Linked DNA regions of Pan troglodytes: regions 1 and 2 are each linked to region 3. Evidence: chromatin contacts called from public Hi-C data. All regions are on one chromosome and are shown on one strand. Each heading gives the region's core, a stretch centred on a gene start, on an enhancer-like site or on the middle of the called end of the contact. The rest is flanking DNA. Distances are from core to core; before and after follow the strand shown. Region 1 has its middle 520 kb from the start of IRS2. Region 2 overlaps MYO16 (myosin XVI). Region 3 overlaps MYO16 (myosin XVI).

Region 1 (2,700 bases), core at 192-2,691, 130 kb after region 3:
AGGATGATTATGGAAGATCATGGGCATGTTCTACATAGAGAACATGAAAAGTCACAATATTTTCTTTTATAAATTAATATTTTGGAATTTATATTAGTTTCCCTAACTCTAAATAACCATGGGAATATTGACAAATTTGATTTTCCAGAACTTTAAAGCTGAGGCTAGACACTAACCACAGTGACTTTATCTATGTAGTAGCACACTCTACAGCTGGGATGTCTGGATAACAAGTTCCCCAGATTGCAGCCTCCCTCCAGCACCAAGTAGGATGACGAGTCTGTTTGGTTTCATTTTAGCTATGTAGATTTGCCAAATTTTGTCACCTCTGGACTTCAGTTTTCTCATATGTAAAATGATGCATGGGCCTGAATGTTTTCAGAGAACCTTCAATCTCTGTGAGTCTCTTCACTGAAAAAATTGTTGACTTTCTGATTTTTATTGTTCTGTTTTTCTTTTCAATGTCAAAAAAGCACTATGGTAAAAGTCTTTCAGTAAAACTTGAACCTTGGGGCTTGTTCCTGAGTTTGACATGTTAAACAAATGAAAGAACTGTTTTCAACTGATTAGTCATATCCTTCTTCAATTCCTATGGGAATATGGGTTAGTTGTGCATGAGAAAGTCATCCGACTTTGGCATGAAGATGTCTTTCAGGTAGGTAGGCCACCTGTGATGAAGTGAATCATTGAAGAAAATCTATTTTCTTGTGGCATAAATACAAGCCTGAAGATTACACATAAGCTGTCATACACATACCTCCTAAATGCAATTCCTCAGAAGTGACATGCTATCATCATTCACATTAATGTCTATTTGTGCAACTACATTGTTTAAAATAATCAACCAATTCATCACAATAGATATTTGGGAGGAGTGAGGGAGCTTTCTCTGTACTAATGAAAGAAATGACATTTCTGTTTACCATTTGTCAGTTTTAAGTAGTTAATAAATATCTGAAATGATTCTCATATTTTGATATGGTATTCACTTGTAAGGATATGCAATTTTTAAGAGTTATGGTGAGAATGTTTCTTCCATAACATTCAGCTTTGAAAAGTTTTAGGAAACTATTCATTATGTCTCAAAAGTTAAATGCACGACAAATGAAATGCCTCTTATTGGTTGCAGTTTTCTAAATGTAAGTAATGCCTATTACTTTGATATTTAACTCAAATATCTTAACAATAATTGAAAGCTTTTGAGTGCTACAGGTTGATAATAAGCCTGAAAGTATAGAATAATCATCTGTATGTTAAAATTTTTATTCTTAAAGCCAACAAAACAAAGTAAGAATTATGTCAGTGTTTCTAACTGTCCTACCCAGATCTAGCTCCTGATTGATAATTGTCAATAGAGTCAAACACGCCTTCCTAAGGCCAGCTCCACTTCTCCAAAGCAAGCTCCTGTCACTTTGCCACCCAGAAACCACACTGGAAACTGGAATCTAAAGAATGTGTTTGCATTATCAAAGAACTCTCCCTCTCCTAAAGGGTCCACCCTGGGATTCCATTCTAGTGACTTTACAAAATGCTTCTAATTACTCCTTAGTTAGTTCCCATAATCCGCTTAAGGACTTGTTTACTTGTTAACAGACAGGGTAGGAATTTAGCCTTAGCAGTCTGTGTCAGTGCAACATCATAAATAAGATAAACATTATCTGAAGTGATCACAATGTTCTTGAACATCTGAGCCGGACAGAATCAAACCTGCGTCATCTTCCTTCTGATTTTCCAAATGAGCACACAGGAGAGGCCACTCTAAAGTCACCCTGGGAATGTGTCTGCCTCCAGCCCCATTCACGGCCCCTGGCACTGGCTTGTCATTAGATGGTGTTCAATGAATGCTTGTGGAATTGAATTAACACAACGTAGATTTACACCCTTTCCTGTCAAATAGCTAGTTCTAAAAAATACAGACCTGCGCTTCAGCCGTGCAATGCCTTTTAAGATGGTTCATACTCTGATGCAGAGGAAGATGTCTCTTGCCATTACAGAACCACACCGAGAAAGATCAAACAAAATCACACCAAGAAAATTCATGTGCAGGTCATCTCATTTGCAATTATTGCAGCATGCACCAAGTCCAACACATTTCACCCACACTTTATTAGCAAAAAAGAAAACACCTGAGGGTCAGCGTCTTCTCTAGGTCCTGGCACAGGACTACCTGAGCCATGGAGATGTTCAGTGGGTTGTGTAAATGACCTTCCTTTCATGGAGACGAATGGGCACATGGCGTCTAAAAGCCATTCTGTAAGACATATTCCAAAAATAATTGTTTCAGTACCTTTTCAGACTGTGCATTTAAAAAAAAAAAAAAAAAAAGCCCTTAGCCTCTAGGTCACATGTACCAAACAGTAGTTCATTACGATGCAATACGGCCCCGCCACACTTACTAATTTTATACCAAGAGGATGAAATGATGTTGTCTAGGGAACAGGATAAGAGGAAAGGGGTTTAGGAACTCAGAATTTTATTCTGGCTCTGATGCTAATTTTCCTGTGACCTCAGCCAAGTCCTATAAATTGTTACTATCTGCAAAGTGAAGATAATGGACAAGTCTCACAGGATAGTTGTGGAGATTAATTAGGCAGCTCATTTGAGATTCAAAGTGCTGTGAGCCCACAAGAAAAGTCCTGGGGAAGAACAAAGGCGGGGCCCACGCTTCGTTTCAGCAGGCCGGGGACCACACCAAAGGCA
Region 2 (2,700 bases), core at 191-2,690, 190 kb before region 3:
GTCACTTCCAAGACATGACAAACTCTTTTTTTTTTCAAGCTATACAAAGCCCTGGCTACTTCTCCAATCTCATCAATCTTTGCTCATCTCGCTGTAGGCTCCAATTTTGCACACATGGATATATTTTCCCTGTATGCATCATGCTTGACCAATTCTTTCTGCTTTGTACATGTTCTAATTATTCCAGGGATAACCTGAAAGCCTGGGAGTTGCTTGGCAAATTCTTGGAATCATAGCCTGCTTTTCCCCACTGTGTTTCCTCATTGCCTACTTCTGGTTGCAGCCCCTTCCTGCACACTTATACCTAGAGTCTATCTCTCTGATTCTACCTCCCTTATCTGTGCCCCTGGATAGTTTATTTTGCTGTTGTTGAGTCCTTTTCCTTCACATTCTCAGCTGCTTGGTATTGCCTGTATTAGATAGGTGATTCGTACATGTTTGTTGAGGGAAAGGAGTAAATCAATGGCATAAACAACCATCTCATTATTGAAAAATACCAACAAGGAAAAATAATAACTTACTATAAATTAGGCATCTTTAGTTCAAATATTAATTACAAACCATATGATAGAACCTGTTGAATTTTTGTATGAAATTCATGAGTCACGGCCAGGTGCGGTGGCTCACGCCTGTAATCCCAGCACTTTGGGAGGCTGAGGTGGGTGGATCACAAGGTCAGGAGTTTGAGACCAGCCTGAACAACATGGTGAAACCCCGTCTCTACTAAAAATACAAAAATTAGCCGGGCGTGGTGGCACGCACCTGTAATCCCAGCTACTCAAGAGGTTGAGGCAGGAGAAACGCTTGAACCTGGGAGGTGGAGGTTGCAGTGAGCCAAGACTGTGCACTGTGCTCCAGCCTGGGTGACAAGAGTGAAACTCCATCTCAAAAAAAAAAAAAAAATACATGAATCACTTGTGACCTTCTCCTGTCACAAGGAAAGGTGCAGCTAAGACGAAAACCGAGTAAAGCAATGTAAATATGTCCTGGTACAACAAGAACTAATGTTTTCCTTTCCTGAGATATCATGTGCTGTGATGCACCAAATGCTTTGAAAACACGTGGGGACACCATGTCCAGGTGATTCCCATCATTTTAGAGATCAAATACGGCAGAAGTGACCTTTAACCACAGAAGTCTGACCGGAAGCCAGGCGATAACGTTACGCGCCTTGTCTCCTAACAGGTATTTGAACCAGACCATACAGGACGATGCATCCACAGGGGAGCGTTCTCTGAACAGGGAGAAATTGGCTGTTTTGAAACAAGCCCTGAATGTAGTTGGCTTCAGCAGCTTGGTGAGTCATGTCCTAAATATTTCACTGAGAAAATCAACCTTCTACTGATTTATAAAAGTTATGCATTCAAAAGCATTTACTGAGCCCCTATGACGTTCCAGATGTTGCCGAGGACACTGATGATTCCGCAGACAACAAGCCCCAATCCCTGCCTCCTAGAGCTGACGTGCTAGTGGGGGCAGGGGGCAGGACTTAATCCACATGTTGAGGGAGAAAGGAACTAGGAAGAAAACAGAGCAGTCAGCAGAGAGTGGCAAGAGGAGAGGGTGCAGTTTCCAAGAGGGTGGACAAGGAGCCCTTTCCCAAAATGAATATAATATATACATTATATATATTTTTACATATATATTTATAATATATCATTTAAAAATATTTAAAATATATTTTAATAGATCATAAACTTTATAAATTATATTTATAAAATATAATTTAATATATTTAAATATATATAATATTCAACATATATATTTTATATATGTATCCAAAACAGATCAAATAACTTTATACTTGATCAACCCATGAAAAAACTGGTAAACCTGAAGTAACTGTTCATGTTAAGAATCACTTGAAAATTAACATAATCACCTTGTTAAAACATCTTCTGGAACAATATAAATGTTTTAATATTGTCATATTTAATGGCACAGAATGGCCAAGTACCTGCAAGCATTACGAAGCTGAAAAATTACACTTTAAAACTTTTAGATCATGGCCGTGCCGTAGAAACATCTATGATGATGGAAAAGTTAGTGACCTGCACTGTGCTGTACCACAGGGTAGTTTCCCACCACGTGTGGCTCCTGGATGCTTGAAGTGTGGCTAGTGGGCTGAAGAAATAAATGTTTAATATTTCTTTATTTTAATTAATGTAAATTGACATAGCCATGTGTGGTTAGTGGTTGCTGAATCAAACAGCACCCAGCCAGTGAATAAGACATAAGAAATGGTCTAAGACTTGAGAGAAACCTCTCAGAATTCCCTTCAATCTCTATTTCCCAGAGGCATTATCTCTGCCTCCATTCAACATGGTGGTGTTTTGGATTATGGTCAATTTACGGCCAATTCCTCAAGAATATTTAATATAATATCACAGGGATAACTTGGACATGCCACTAGTTCACAAGCCCAGATTAGGTCACAGATTTAAATCTCTTCTTTTTATTTTTCTGAAGCCAATACATGGATGGATTTGGGTCTGTGTTTATTTCCCTGCCCACACCGTTATGGCTGACGGGGCAGTGAGTAGGTGGGGAGGGTGGAGAGGTCCACAGGAAGAAGGGGAAGGAAGTGAGGCCCACCCTAAATGAGTGAATGCAGGGGCACCTTGCTGCACCCACCCTTGCTGTGTTGAGAGACTAGAACTCGAGGAGCCTGCAATCACATGGCATCTCATTCTTTTTGGC
Region 3 (2,700 bases), core at 146-2,645:
TGTCATGTTCTCATGGGATAGTTCAGGCCATTCTTTTAGAATGTAGGAGAGGTTAAACATAAGCTATGGAAGGAAAAGCATTCAGTGCTGGTGCTCAACACTGGGGCTGGTTATATGACTATTAAAGTTTACGCAGTTTGATCCTGAGGTTAGTAATCCATTTTCTTCTGAATGAATTCAATGACTTTTATGGAATTTATTTCAAGTTTTAAATCTTTTACTTTACCTTCTTTATGCTTAAAGACATTTTTATTTTCACCATGAAATAGCTTTCTTACCAAATAATACAGTGTGTGGCTAATTTACCCTTCAGGGTTCTTAAATTAACTAAAGTTCATTTTTTGTTCAATTTTCATAGGAGAAAATATTGCACAAATTTTGCAGAAGGGTTCAAAATGTTCTCCTTGGCTGTTTGGAACAGTGACATCGAGGAGATTAAACTGCTCAGTAATTCACTACTTTAGTTATTTCTGGTTGAAATAAAATGTGCTATAATGTACAGTGAGTTGTGTATAGGAAGCAAGGTTGTTTCTTGCGTAATTCTACTCCATTACTATTCCATAGCCTTATATGTAGGATTTCACAAATTCTATGTTGCCCAAACCAGTTCATTTTCTATAGATTCTTGGATATGCAGTTTGAAGTATACAAAACCATGCAGATTCTAAGAGTGGTGGACACACATATAAGAAAGATATGATTGTGCAGATGATGGATGTGACTGCAGTCTGAGAAGAAATATTTGCAGCAAGGAATTGTAGTGCTTACTGTGCCAGGCATTGTCTGAATCATCTAATTCTCACAACACTATAAGGCATCTGCTCCACTTATCTCCATTTTACAGGTGGAAAAACTGGGGCACAGGGAGATTAATCTACTTGCTCAAAGCTGCTGTGCTCGTGCGGGACAGAGAATGACTTGAGTGCAGTAACTCTGTCTCTAGAGTCTCTTCCCCTAGCTACCTATGCAATGCTGCTCAGACAGCAAGAGAAAAAGAGACAGAAAAAAAAAAAGTCTTTTAAAATTAATATTTGTTCACTGAGGGGCAACGAGAAATAGTCATAAGAGTTTAGTTGAAGAGAATTTTCCCATAAACTCAAGAATGCCAAATGAACTTTATACTGATGATGGGTATGTATAATTCTGGGATACAGTGTCTAGGCTACTTGGCCCTTAAAATTAATATTGACTAAATGTTTAATTGTCTATTCCATTCTAGACATAAAGATCCCATTAATTCACAACATTTTTTTCCATCTCATGTGATGATGTGGCTAATGTTATTATGCTAATTATTTCTAGTTGCTTGGTTTCAAAAACTATGAGACCCGATTCAAATGGTGAATGAGAGTCCTTGGCTCCTTTTGGCCACTAGGGTGCTCCATTGCTCTGAATGGCATCTCAGCGTCTGGTTGAGTTTATCCAGAATAAAGTGAAATCACATGAGCATGTTATTCTCTACTCACTGAAAAAGATCAGGAAGACAGGGTCTTGACAAAAATGCAGTACATCTCAGAAATCTGGAGAAGAAAGTGGAAGACAGCCAGGCCAAATTAACGAAAATCAGACTCAAAATATTTTTTAAAAATTCAGTTTTATTACATTCTGATACAGTGCATCCTTAGCTTATAAGTTATAAACAGGTACTAAAAATGATGTCAACAAAAAAGCTGTAATGTACAGTATTTCTTTGCATATAGTAGGTGGCTATTAAATAGTTGTTTGAGGTAAAATTTACCTATAAAAGAGCAGTTTGACATACAAATCTATTTGATAGAACTAGCTCTTGTGGCATTTTTACTTAATAAGGATCACATAAGCTAAATGGAAGTCACTATTAATTTCAAATATTTTATTTGATTACATAAATATTCTGAATAAGAACATTATGAGTTTGGAGTGAGAGTATTTTATAAACAATTTTTTTACAATATACTTTTATTCCATAGGGCCATTTGTTTACAAAATAATTGTTTTTCAAGTTTTCCTTATGGAAAATTTCAAACATAGACAAAAGTATAAAGAGTAGATTAATGAACCTTCTCTGTGGCCCATCCTATTTCATCTCTACTCCTGCCCATTTCCCTCCTCTGGCACTGGATCATTTTTAAGTGCATCCCAATGTCAAATCAGCCAGGCATGGTGGTTCATGCCTATAATCCAAGCCCTTTGGGAGGTTGAGGTGGAAGGATCGCTTGAGCCCAGGTGTTCAGGACTAGCCCTGGCAAAGTAGCTAACCAGGCCTTGTCTCTACAAAAAAAAAATAATGATAATAAAATAGCCAGGCATGGTGGCATGCGCCTGCGGTCCCAGCTACTAGAGAGGCTGAGGTGGGCAGATCGCTTGAGCCTGGGAGGTGGAGGCTACAGTGGCCGTGGTTGCTCCACTACACTCCAGGTTAGACCACAGAGCAATACACTGCCCAGAAAGAAAGAAAGAAGAGAGAAAGAAAGAAAGAGAAAGAGAAAAAGAGAAAGAAAAAAAGAAAGAGAAAAAAGAAAACCAATGTCAAACCATTTAAATAATATATATTTAAATATTTATAAATATTTTATCATAGATGTTCTTTAGGAAGAAAAAAACATTTATTCTTAAGGCAGTTTAATAAGTATTCAAACCAATCAATCCATTTCAGTCTTCACGAGCATGAAGCTGCTATTCATGACAAAAGCCTGATTCTCGAAGCCAGGGCGTCATTTT

What was found. Hi-C and Micro-C count contacts between places; a contact is called where the count stands out from the background.
Region 1: a contact with region 3 is called in a Hi-C map of stem cell-derived neural progenitor cells, with 4 times the contacts expected there. The contact joins two enhancer-like sites. A contact is called at or near these places in 1 of 7 Hi-C or Micro-C datasets (stem cell-derived neural progenitor cells) and 1 of 1 other capture datasets (stem cell-derived neural stem cells).
Region 2: a Hi-C map of stem cell-derived neural progenitor cells shows a contact between it and region 3, with 4 times the contacts expected there. The contact joins two enhancer-like sites. A contact is called at or near these places in 2 of 7 Hi-C or Micro-C datasets (induced pluripotent stem cells and stem cell-derived neural progenitor cells) and 1 of 1 other capture datasets (stem cell-derived neural stem cells).

The regions. Positions count from the first base shown.
Region 1 is chr14:114,877,195-114,879,894 of NHGRI_mPanTro3-v2.0_pri, forward strand. No RefSeq gene overlaps it. Among named protein-coding and RNA genes, the nearest start is that of IRS2, 520 kb to the right of the region's middle. Within about 2 kb of position 1,442, at least 7 of the 24 cell types and tissues checked have an H3K27ac peak or open chromatin away from gene starts, as enhancers often do. A contact at or near this core is called in stem cell-derived neural progenitor cells, where this site is marked.
Region 2 is chr14:114,560,636-114,563,335 of NHGRI_mPanTro3-v2.0_pri, forward strand. MYO16 (myosin XVI) reads left to right here. Exons shown (of 35, transcript XM_054665553.2): 17 at 1,186-1,297. Among named protein-coding and RNA genes, the nearest start is that of MYO16, 460 kb to the left of the region's middle. Within about 2 kb of position 1,441, at least 5 of the 24 cell types and tissues checked have an H3K27ac peak or open chromatin away from gene starts, as enhancers often do. A contact at or near this core is called in stem cell-derived neural progenitor cells, where this site is marked.
Region 3 is chr14:114,748,591-114,751,290 of NHGRI_mPanTro3-v2.0_pri, forward strand. The region is part of intron 32 of MYO16 (myosin XVI); the gene reads left to right. Among named protein-coding and RNA genes, the nearest start is that of IRS2, 650 kb to the right of the region's middle. Within about 2 kb of position 1,396, at least 1 of the 24 cell types and tissues checked has an H3K27ac peak or open chromatin away from gene starts, as enhancers often do. A contact at or near this core is called in stem cell-derived neural progenitor cells, where this site is marked.